Linked DNA regions of Gossypium hirsutum: region 1 is linked to region 2. A link is a contact called in public Hi-C data. All regions are on one chromosome and are shown on one strand. Each heading gives the region's core, a stretch centred on a gene start, on an enhancer-like site or on the middle of the called end of the contact. The rest is flanking DNA. Distances are from core to core; before and after follow the strand shown. Region 1 has its middle 36 kb from the start of LOC107913272. Region 2 has its middle 11 kb from the start of LOC107913272.

Evidence for each region. Hi-C and Micro-C count contacts between places; a contact is called where the count stands out from the background.
Region 1: a Hi-C map of leaf shows a contact between it and region 2, with 2.1 times the contacts expected there. The contact joins two enhancer-like sites. A contact is called at or near these places in 3 of 34 Hi-C or Micro-C datasets (callus and leaf).

Annotation. Positions count from the first base shown.
Region 1 is chrD11:27,709,714-27,715,634 of Gossypium_hirsutum_v2.1, reverse strand. No RefSeq gene overlaps it. Among protein-coding and RNA genes, the nearest start is that of LOC107913272, 36 kb to the right of the region's middle. Within about 2 kb of position 3,959, at least 2 of the 9 cell types and tissues checked have an H3K27ac peak or open chromatin away from gene starts, as enhancers often do. A contact at or near this core is called in leaf, where this site is marked.
Region 2 is chrD11:27,662,417-27,667,958 of Gossypium_hirsutum_v2.1, reverse strand. No RefSeq gene overlaps it. Among protein-coding and RNA genes, the nearest start is that of LOC107913272, 11 kb to the left of the region's middle. Within about 2 kb of position 3,143, at least 2 of the 9 cell types and tissues checked have an H3K27ac peak or open chromatin away from gene starts, as enhancers often do. A contact at or near this core is called in leaf, where this site is marked.

The DNA.
Region 1 (5,921 bases), core at 2,710-5,209, 47 kb before region 2:
CTCCATAGTAATTCGTCTCAAATTAATATTACCTCATGTCAGAACTTTGCCTGTTGAATCATTCAAATTATCGATGGATGCACAAGTAGTACACACAAAGTGTACAAATCTATAATCCATCAAATCATATCATATCCGTCAACTCATATTCAGGAATGCTCATGTGAGCATATAAACGAATAGCTCTTTCGAGCCATATAACAGGAAGCTCATGTGAGCCATGTAACGGGAAGCTCATGTGAGCTAATATCGCGTAGCTCCAGAGAGCCATTAATCGGGAAGCTTATGAGAGAGTCTTTTATCGGGAAGCTCATACAAGCCATAAACGGGAAGCTTAAGAGAGCCATTAATTGGGAAGCTCGTGAGATCCATATAACGGGATGCTCATAAGAGCTGTGGTGTGCCTGCAACACATGCAGGATCACAACCAATCGGGAACCCTTAATGACATGATTGTCATTTGTATCCATCGAATTTCCAAAGTTCAAATGGGACTTAGTTCTTATCAGACATTTCCCAGATATATGATCAGTACTTTACATGGAAATTACACATTTCACATACATAAGAATATTCAATTTAAAGCATATAAATATTCAATTTAGTTACACAAACTTACCTTGACAAGTGTTCGTGTACACAAAAACTACTAATCCAACAATTTCTCTTTTCCTCGATCTAACTCCGTATTTGGTCTATCCAGATCTATATGAGCAAATTTAACTCAATTTAATACAATTCACATTCAATTCAATCCAATACACATCTTTGGAAAATTTATTATTGCCCCTATACTTTTGATTAATTACGATTTAATCCCTAGACTCGGAAAATGAAATTCATACAATTTAATCCTTATTCCAAGCCTATAAAATTTTTATATATAACAATAGCAGTCCATTTATTTCATAAAATTCAAAATTTTTCCATGAATTTTTCATCTTTTCAATTTAGTCCCTAAATCACAATTTCGTAAAAATTCACTTTACAAAAGTTGTTTATCTATCAAAAACCTTTCATTTTCCACCATAAAACTTCATAATTCATACATACTCATCCATGAAAAAACTCTAGTACTTCAATAGTTTTACAAATTAATCCTCGAGATAGCTAGATTAAGCTATTACGATCTCAGAAACATAAAAATCATTAAAATGGGACATGAATACATACCTAATTAATCTAAATAAGCTTGTCTATCTTCAAGCTTCAAACTAGGGTTTCCATTATTATTATTTATTTAGGAAAGATGATAAAATGATAATATTTTTATTTTTAATTCATTTATCATCTTAATTTACCAATGAGCAAATTTAACTCAATTTAATACAATTCACATTCAATTCAATCCAATACACATCTTTGGAAAATTTATTATTGCCCCTATACTTTTGATTAATTACGATTTAATCCCTAGACTCGGAAAATGAAATTCATACAATTTAATCCTTATTCCAAGCCTATAAAATTTTTATATATAACAATAGCAGTCCATTTATTTCATAAAATTCAAAATTTTTCCATGAATTTTTCATCTTTTCAATTTAGTCCCTAAATCACAATTTCGTAAAAATTCACTTTACAAAAGTTGTTTATCTATCAAAAACCTTTCATTTTCCACCATAAAACTTCATAATTCATACATACTCATCCATGAAAAAACTCTAGTACTTCAATAGTTTTACAAATTAATCCTCGAGATAGCTAGATTAAGCTATTACGATCTCAGAAACATAAAAATCATTAAAATGGGACATGAATACATACCTAATTAATCTAAATAAGCTTGTCTATCTTCAAGCTTCAAACTAGGGTTTCCATTATTATTATTTATTTAGGAAAGATGATAAAATGATAATATTTTTATTTTTAATTCATTTATCATCTTTATTTTTCATCTTTCCAGTTTAATCCTTTTCTTTTCTTAATTTACCAATGATGAATAGTCATCCTTATCTACTAACTCCACTAAATGGCTTCCGGTCTTGGATTTGTGATCTCGAAACCACTATTCTAATTTCACTGAAAACGGGTTGTTACAGATCATTTGAAAGGTTTAGAGTTTATGCTTATTTAGGAAAGTGAAATGTTTATGGATTGGTTAGAAATTAAGGTTAAAGTACAAAAGTTATATATTAGAGATATGATCATAAATTGCACATATGTAAATTTTCTTACATTTCATTTTGAGAAAATAGAGAGTCGCCTTCTCTAAAATATTTATATGTTAATTTGAAAGATTAAAACCATAAGACTTGAATATTTCAAAATATCAATGGATTCATGTATGTTTTTTCATCTAATTTTTATTTATGATGATGTGACATGATAGATCCTGATTTATTAAATTTTAGATCAAAACTTCACGATACCAACAAGTAACATCCAAGCCTCGTCATATCGAGCTATTAAGAATATATATATTATCTTTTGGAATGCATGATTTGTTCTTAGATTTTATGAGTTTTATGTTATGATTTAATATTTCCATTATAAATATGATAAATCTTTTAGATTCATGATAAAATATATAAATTTTGATTATTTATGGATTCAATTTTTAAGGATTTAAATCAATATAATTGGAATGAACATTTGTTTGATTTCTTTCGTGTTTGTTCTTATTATAAATGAACAAATGATTTTTGAGATATGCACCGCGACTTCTTGCTTTAGTTATTTAAGTCGAAGATCATGGGGGTTGACTTAGATTCAGGTTAGTGCATCAATTTATCATAAAAGCTTATGGCTATATATATATATATATTGTCCATGCCAAAGGCAAGTCGGTCATTGACATTTTTGAGATATTATATAGGGACATTGTTCTCTTTATAGTGCTCATACAGGATTATATGTGCCACATTATATAATTTTGCTATGGAGTATATTATTTGTGAATCATACTCTGAGAATAGCTCTAAATTTGTCAATAGACTCAATCAGATTTGTTTTATCGTTACAATTATATTTTTTTTGTCCAATTAATTTTAGTTTATTGCTATATATATTTAATTTTTTTGGATGTTTTGATATAAATTTATGTGGATCATGATATATGTTTAAAAATTTTAATTTTAAGTTTGGTTTTATAAAATTTAGTTTTGAATTTTATTATAATTTTTTTTATGGCCGCTTGTTTAAGTGCTTAAAAAATTAATCAAAGGTTAAGGTTTTCGATTTTTAATTGTGCCTTTTAAAAAAATTATTTTGGGTTACTTTGAAACCTGTGGTGCAATTTAATTATGTGACATTAACATGAATGACATATCAACATCTAATGATACAATTTATGTCGCGTGTGATTTTCATCACACCTTTAAAGGTGAATAATGGCACAATGACCAATTTGTTATAAATTGATAATATTAGTGTCCAAATTGTCATAATTAAAATATTAGTGGCCAAAATATAAATTTAGATAAAAATAAGAAATAAATTATTTTTATAGTTTACCTATAAATATATGTGTCAAAATTAAAGCAAATTATTAAAATTTATATAATATGTATTACCTTGAAAACAGTTTTGACGGCAATGGCACACGAGATAATTGAGGAGTTATGGAATATTGTCAATTAGAATTTAACATTTTTTGGCATAATAAAATTATGCATACAACATAACAAAATAATTAAAACACAACACGATAACAAAATATACTCAATAGAATTATTCCAAAATTAAATGACAAATTTTAAATAAATTTAAAAATAAATTAATTCTACCAAAAATCCCATTAGAAAAATTTATAAACACAAACATCATACCCTAAACTTTATGTCAATCAACTTGAAAGTCAAGTAAATTTATGAATGAAGTAGTTTACAGCTACAAATCATAGTCGGTGAAAAATATAAAACGAAATTACAGTTTTTTACTGTTCATGAGTAGTATAGTAATGAGCATCTGAAATGAGCTTATTCAAAGTTTAAAACAGGCCTGGTAGTCGCAAAACATTTCCGGGCTTACTGTAAATGTGGGCTATCATATGCTTTAACTCTTATGGGCAGCGCTAAACCATGAACAATAATTTTGTGGCCCTACTCTCATCACACATTTTATTGTTTTTTCTTTTAATTTTATATATTTATTAAAAATTTTATGAGATATGACAATTTTAGATTCCCCGGGTTAGGTTGGTAAGATTATACAAGCTTTTTCTTTTATTTAAAACCTTCAACTTTACAAAAAAAAATCTATATATTTTAACTTTTTATTTAAAATTTTCGTATGTTTTAACCCTTAAATTAATATTATTTATCAAATAATCTCAAAATTGATAGAAAAATTCATGTTTGTTAATTTTATTGATGTGACATATATATAGATTGCAACATGTATACCACGTAAGCAATTAATTAATTTTTAAGAATAAAAAATATTTTTTATATTGTTTATACTTTTCAATATTTTAATTTTTTTAAATTTTAAAAAATTAATTAATTGTTGACGTGGCATCCACATGACAATCGACGTGGGCACATCAGCAAAGTTAATAAATGTTAACTTTTTCATCCATTTTGAGTGATTTGACAAACAACGTAAGTTTAAGGATTAAAAAAGTGAAAAATTAAATGGAGGATTATAATGATTTTTTTTTGTAAAGTTGGAGGCCCAAATATACCTTTTAAAAAAATTAATAAAAAAAGTTATGAATGTTAAAGATGTGAATTCTTACCACCTTATCTATAAAAACTTTTTTTACCACTTCAATTAAATTTTTTTTTAATATTGTTATACATTTCAATTTTATTAAACAAATTGTTTCACCTAAGTTATTTGTACTTAAATATTTATATAATTATTTAAACTCTTGACTGAATTGGTGTCATTAATCAGCTGGACACCAACTCATTAAAGGAATTTACAAAAATACCTTTATATATTTGAAAAAAATTATATTAATATAAAAATATTTTTTTTCTTTTTATATTTTAAATATGAAATTTTCACACTAAAAATGCTAATAATAAAAAATAAATCTTTAACTTGATTCATCAAGTTTAAAACTGTATCACTGATGTACCAAAAATGAAATTTTTAATGAGTTAAATAAAGGAAGGATAGAGCGAAAAGATATAGATTTCTATTCCAAAGCATGATGATGTGTACGTAACAGGTTTGTAAGTATTTTTGTGTAATTAACATCATTTGATAGATTTTTGAAGGCCTTCAATAAGATTTTTATATTATTCCTAAATTATTTATAATTTTAAAATTATTAAATCGAATAATAATAATATATTTTAAGAATAATCTTATATAATTTCATTATTATATGATCTTAGCAACCTTATATGATTTCCTTAATTTTTATATAATTCGGTAAGTATGGTATAATTAATTTTGATAATATCCATAATAATTCAGGTGTTTTTGATATAATATGATAACATTTTTACTAATTTTATCATAAATTAATATCAAAATAAAGAATTATCTAATATAATTTTTAAATAAGTACCAACAAATTATATTAAATAATATGCTTAATGAATGTTTTAGCTCTCCAAATTTACAAAAAAAAATATTTTAGCCTTCAATTTAATTTTTCATCTCTTTTAATCATTAAACTTATATTCTTTTGTCAAATCACCCTGAATTAGATAGAAAAGTTAACGTCTATTAACTTTGATGATGTGACATACATGTGAATTGTCATATAAATGACATGTCAGCATTTAATTAATTTTTTAAAATATAAAATTATTAAAAATATATTTTCTTATAATTTTTATACCTTTTAATAATTTTAATAATTCTAAATTTTTAAAAATAATTTTTATAATATTTTAAAATTTTAAAAAAAAATTAATTAAACGTTGATGTGTCATCCACATGTCAGTAAAATTAAAAAAACGTTAATTTTTTTTATCTATTTAAGATAGTTTGATAAAAAATATAAATTTAAATATTAA
Region 2 (5,542 bases), core at 1,894-4,393:
CATGTTATGGCCAGCTTGCACACAACTTCTTAAACCGCTCCCAATAATCGTAAAGGGACTCAGCTTCTTTTTGCCATATTCCAACGATCTCTTTTCTTAGCTCGGCTGCTCAAGACACTGGAAAAAATCTGTTCAGAAACAAACGAGATAAATCAGCCCAAGTTGTAATAGATCTAGGGGGTAAATAAAATAACCATTCATCAGCGGAATCTACTAGGGAGAAATGGAAAGCACGTAATTTAATCTGATCCTCAGTTACCCCCTGAGGCTTCATGATAAGACAAACCATATGAAACTCTTTCAGATGCTTGTGGGGATTTTCATTTTGTAACCCATGAAAAGTTGGTAGTAACTGGATTAAACCTGACTTCAACTCAAAATCGGTATCCACAGTAGGATACGCGATGCATAATGGCAGTTGTTCTGTCGGAGCTTCGGTTAGTAGCCAAATCGTTTGAGCCATTGGTCGGTGTGTTAGATTCGGGTTTTCGTTAACCCTAGCGTTAAGCACTTCTTCTGGTGAGTCAAATTCTACTTTTTCACTTTCAACTGTTCGAGTAGGGTTTTCGTTAACCCTAGACTCAACTTCGTCGTCGACTTCGATTTCTAGCGGTGGGTTACTTTGAGTTCCAACCACTACTGACTGCTTTTTCTGTAACTTTGTCTCCTTGCGATTAGCTCTAGCATTCTTCTCAATTTCTGAATCGAACACAAGAGTACCTGGAGTAGATCTAGTCATAAGAAACAAAAAACAAGATTAGTACGTTTCCAGTCCCCGACAATGGTGCCAAAATTTGATGCGATCGTTGAAAGCACCAAAAATATCCTATCCCTAATGAATAATAAAAAAGAATAGTAAAAGAGAAGTAGGGTCAAATCCTTAGGGACTGGATTTACACAATATCTTATTCCGTGAAATCTCAGGCAGAATCTTGCCCAAGAAAACCTGTGTTCGTTTGGGTCTAAAAATGAAAAATAAAATAAAAACAGAATTAAGATTATTGAATCGAAAATTTAAGAAATTAAAAATAGAGTTGAGAGAAAAGAAATTCTTATTGGAGGTTCTAGCCTCCAGTTGTTTCGTTCCACCTTGGGTTAATCCTCGGCTTTTAGATGATCCTTCCCAAACCGAATAAGCCAGTTATAGTGGAAGATGACGCCTACGACCACCAGCTCCAAGGATTTAGACTTACGATTTAGTGGAACTTGACTCTAGCCAACAATCGCTTCTGTAGGATCGTCTTATGCTATATCAACGCTTCTCAATGCAAATCCCACGCCATTTTGTCTCTTGGGCTCGCCAACCTCTGACGCAGTAAGCTAACGAACCGACTGTGCAACCTTCCCAAAACATACAAAGCGGGCGCCTTTGCATAAGTTGAAAAGCTTACTTCTTAAGGGACATGGACGAAAGCGTCAGCCCCGTAGTGCGGAAAAATGATGAATACTCGGCGAGGAGGCTAAATACAGACTCTAAGCCTCAAAAACCTTTTTTGGGGAATATCGACAACCTTCGACTAGATGAGTTTAGTGGCTCATGGTTGTGGTAGAAAAGAAAATAAATAAACTAAAAATGGAGATTTTATTGAAAGGAAATGTGAGAAGAACAAAAGCCTAGACTTTTGGGGAGAGAGTGTTTACAGAAAAAGATGTATCTCTTTTGAGTCACTTCACCCCCTATTTATAGTGCCAGGGGAGATAGTCTAATCCTACTTAAATTCCTAAAAGATAAATACATTTAATTGAAGATAAATAAAGATAAATAAAATTAAATCCTAAAATTAAATAATCCTTAATAATTATCTTAATATTAATTATCCTAATATAATTAAAATAGAGTCTGATAGAATAAAATCTCTTATTTTTGCATTTCAACCCTTATGTCCTCCATGCTTGCACTTTTGGCACCAACATTTCATTGTGTCGCATATTGGCCCATTTTATCTCTAAATTCACGCTTTTGGCCCTTAATTGTGCTTTTGCCTCAAATTTAGTCCCTATGAGATAAAAGATCATAAATAGCTCAAATTAGCAGGATCATACTTAGAATAAATATATAATTAATACATAAAAATACGTTATTCTAGAGTGTTATCACCCAATGGCTGCTTTTATGGTTGAAAAGTTCTTTTAAAATAACCTCTTGATCTAATGGTAAGAACGTTATGTTGTAGGCATGAAAGCTCGGATTAGATCCCAAGCAACTTCATTCCTTTCCCCCAATTAAAAAAAATGAGAAGTGATGTTGAAAAGTATGGTTTGTTAAGTTCAAGTATTTTGCTTTGCTGTTAAAATTTGCAATAGAAAGTTAAAATGTCTATTTTAGACATGATGTTAGAAAATAAAATAATAAATTTATTTAAATTATATTTAAATAATTTAATATAATTATATATATAATGTGAATTTTATATATATTTTAAATAATTAATATAAATTATTTATAAAATAAATGGTACATAAAATATTTAAGAAATAAATATAATGATAAATTTTATTTAAATTGATGTAAATTATTAAATACCCTTTACATAATCTATATAAATAAGGATATTTTAATAAATATACTTAAAAACACAAAAGCATGAAACCCAAATTTTGTGTTTGGAAAGAAAAACAGTTAATATTTTTTTTGATCCCAAAAGTAATTTGCAGTTGGTTATTTTTGAGGTTAAAAATTGCTTTTGAAACTTTGTGAGCAATGAAAAACAAGGCTTAAGATTGGTTGGTGAGGGTTATTATAAAATTATTTTGATAAATGTATATTTTGCACTTAAAATATATATATCGGAATAAGAAAATATTAAATTCTTGATTGAATTAATGTCACAAATTAATTATATAATTTAAGTAAAAAATTAAAAAAAAACCCATAATTTAATATATCTTGAACTATAAGTTGTAGTATTATTGAATCAAAAATAATTTAATTGTAAAAAAAAGTGATATAATATATCTTCGTATATGGGTGATGATGTGGCATGAGGATTGGAGGCGAAGGTTGATGTATGAAATAGCACAATTTTGGGTATTTTAGTTTGAATTGGGAATAGGTAACATGCAATAGCAAATGCTTCGGTTGGGTCTCATTATTTTAGAAGAGAGATAAAGGTGTTGGGTCTCCACTGTTTTTAGAATTATAGTGATAGAGGCCCAATGAGTAGCAGATTGGGACTTTTTTTGGAAGAATATTGGTGACGAGAGAAACAGTAAGTGTTATGGTGGATATTTTAAAGGTAAACTATTAAAATAGTCACTTTTATTTGGTTCAGGTTATATTTTAGTCACTTATGTTTGAAATGTTACGTTTTAGTCACTTATGTTATCATGATGTAACATTTTAGTCACTGAGCCGTTAATTTCTGTTAACTGTGGCACATTAAATCATCATTTCAAACAAAAATTTTAGGTTAATTTATACAATCGGTCCCCATATTTTTTCGTTTGGAGCAATTTAATTTTTTTCTTTTATGTTTTTTTAACTTTCTTTCTTTTCCATTCTCTTATGCTTCTCCCTTTGTTTTCCTCCTTTCTCCATTTCTTTCAACGTAGTTTTGCTATGTTTTATTTTTTTGAACAATTTAATTTTTTCGAGTGAGGTGAGCTTTTGGACTAGTTACAAATGGAAAACATAGAAAAACTATGTTAAAAGAAATGAAGAAGGGAGGAAAATAGAGGGAGAAGCAGAAGAGAATGGAAAAAAAAGTTAAAAGAACTTAAAAGAAAATTTTAAAATTGTTTAAAATGAAAAAATATAGGGACCAATTGTAGAATTTAACTTAAAATTTTTGTTTGAAATGATTATTTAACATGCCACATCAACTTACCGTTACACCATTGTTGGCAGTTAACGACTCAGTGATTAAAATGTTACAACACGATAACGTAAGTGATTAAAACGTAATATTTCAAACATAAGTGACTAAAATGTAACCTAAGGCAAACAAAAGTGACTATTTTGGTAGTTTACCCATATTTTAATTTCAATAAAAAAAGAAAATTATTTGTTATTGTGTTTCGTATGATTGTTTATTGTTGCCACCTCCAATCCAATTAAATCTCTTACTTAATCGTAAATTATTAACATATTAAAAGCACCATAACATCCTTCTCCACAATCTCAGTTCTCTATGTCACTCTCAACAATTCAACGCCAAAATATTCTCCTGCAATATTTTTCTATGAAAGCAATTGTATCAAATTTTGTATGCATTTTTACCTATTTAAATATCTAACATAGAATAATGATATTTCTCATTTTTAAAATATAGTGTTATTTTTTACTGGTAGGTTTATGAATATACAAGCAATTCCAGTTGATGAACAATGAGACTAGGGGATGGAATTCGGTTCTGAGCAAAAGGCATAAAGTACTACAATGATTACGCCAAAGAAGTTGATTTTGGTATTCAAAGGAATATGTAAATAAGTGTAAAAATAATTGTTTTGTAACATCAAGAGAGCTCACAAGCTTCAAAGAAGGCATTCGTGAACAAAAGAAAAAAGATGTTTTGGTTTGCCCTTCTTTGCATTCTAAATCTCCTCTCATTCAATTTTGATTCCCAAACTTATTTCTTTAGATTTTTATCATTCCACAAGCCATAAATCTCTATAATATTTCAAGAAAAACATCCAAGAACATCATAGATTTCTCCATTGTTGAATTTTTGGGTTTTTAGGGTTTTGATCAAACATTTAGTTTTTGTCAACTAAGGTAACGATTTGATTCTTGATTAGTTTTTTATGTTATTTGATCCTTTAAATTGAGTTTTTAGTCGTTAAATCGCATGATTTAAATAAAAGCCGAAAATTGGGTTGTTAATGGTGGATTTCAAGATTTTGGGTAAAAATATAGTTTCAAAGTGTTTTTGAATTAGTTTTGACATGATTAGAATGTTCCTAAACTTACTTTAAAGTTTCATTGAATATTTCCAACGTTTTAATGAATTTTTGTTAAAATTGCCATAAACATGTCGAAAATTTCGATACTATGAATTGGGTAGTTTTGAGTAGTTTAAATGTTGAGAATCAGTCGTAGGTGAATAAATAGATGAATAGAATTAGTTTTAGTCAAAAATATTAAGTATAGGCCGAGATAACTGAAATTCAAGTTTGCTTTGTCGAAGGTTTCGATTACAAGAGAATATAGCTTAGGCTTGCGTTTTTGGTTGGTAAAGTGAGTCTTTGGTTGCTAATTGATGGTATATGTTGTGTGGTTGGTATGTGTGAAGCATTGGAACCGTTGGAGCCTTCTACAAGTAAGGCGAAAGGCAAGGAAAAGCTAGTTTAAGCTTTCGGTAATTAGGCAAAAATGTGATCAGTGAGTGTTTGGAATCACTATTTGTAGACACGATTCAATGTGTTAATTGGGAATTGAGATCTGATGCTTTGATATGTGTTATGTGTTCATGATGATGGTTATGCAAGTGTAAATGTAGACATGTTTTACATGTTATATGATAGTGATGATATTGTGCTAATGATGCAAATATACAGTGATAGTGAGCGAAAAATTGGTAAGAAATATGTGTGTTTAATAACA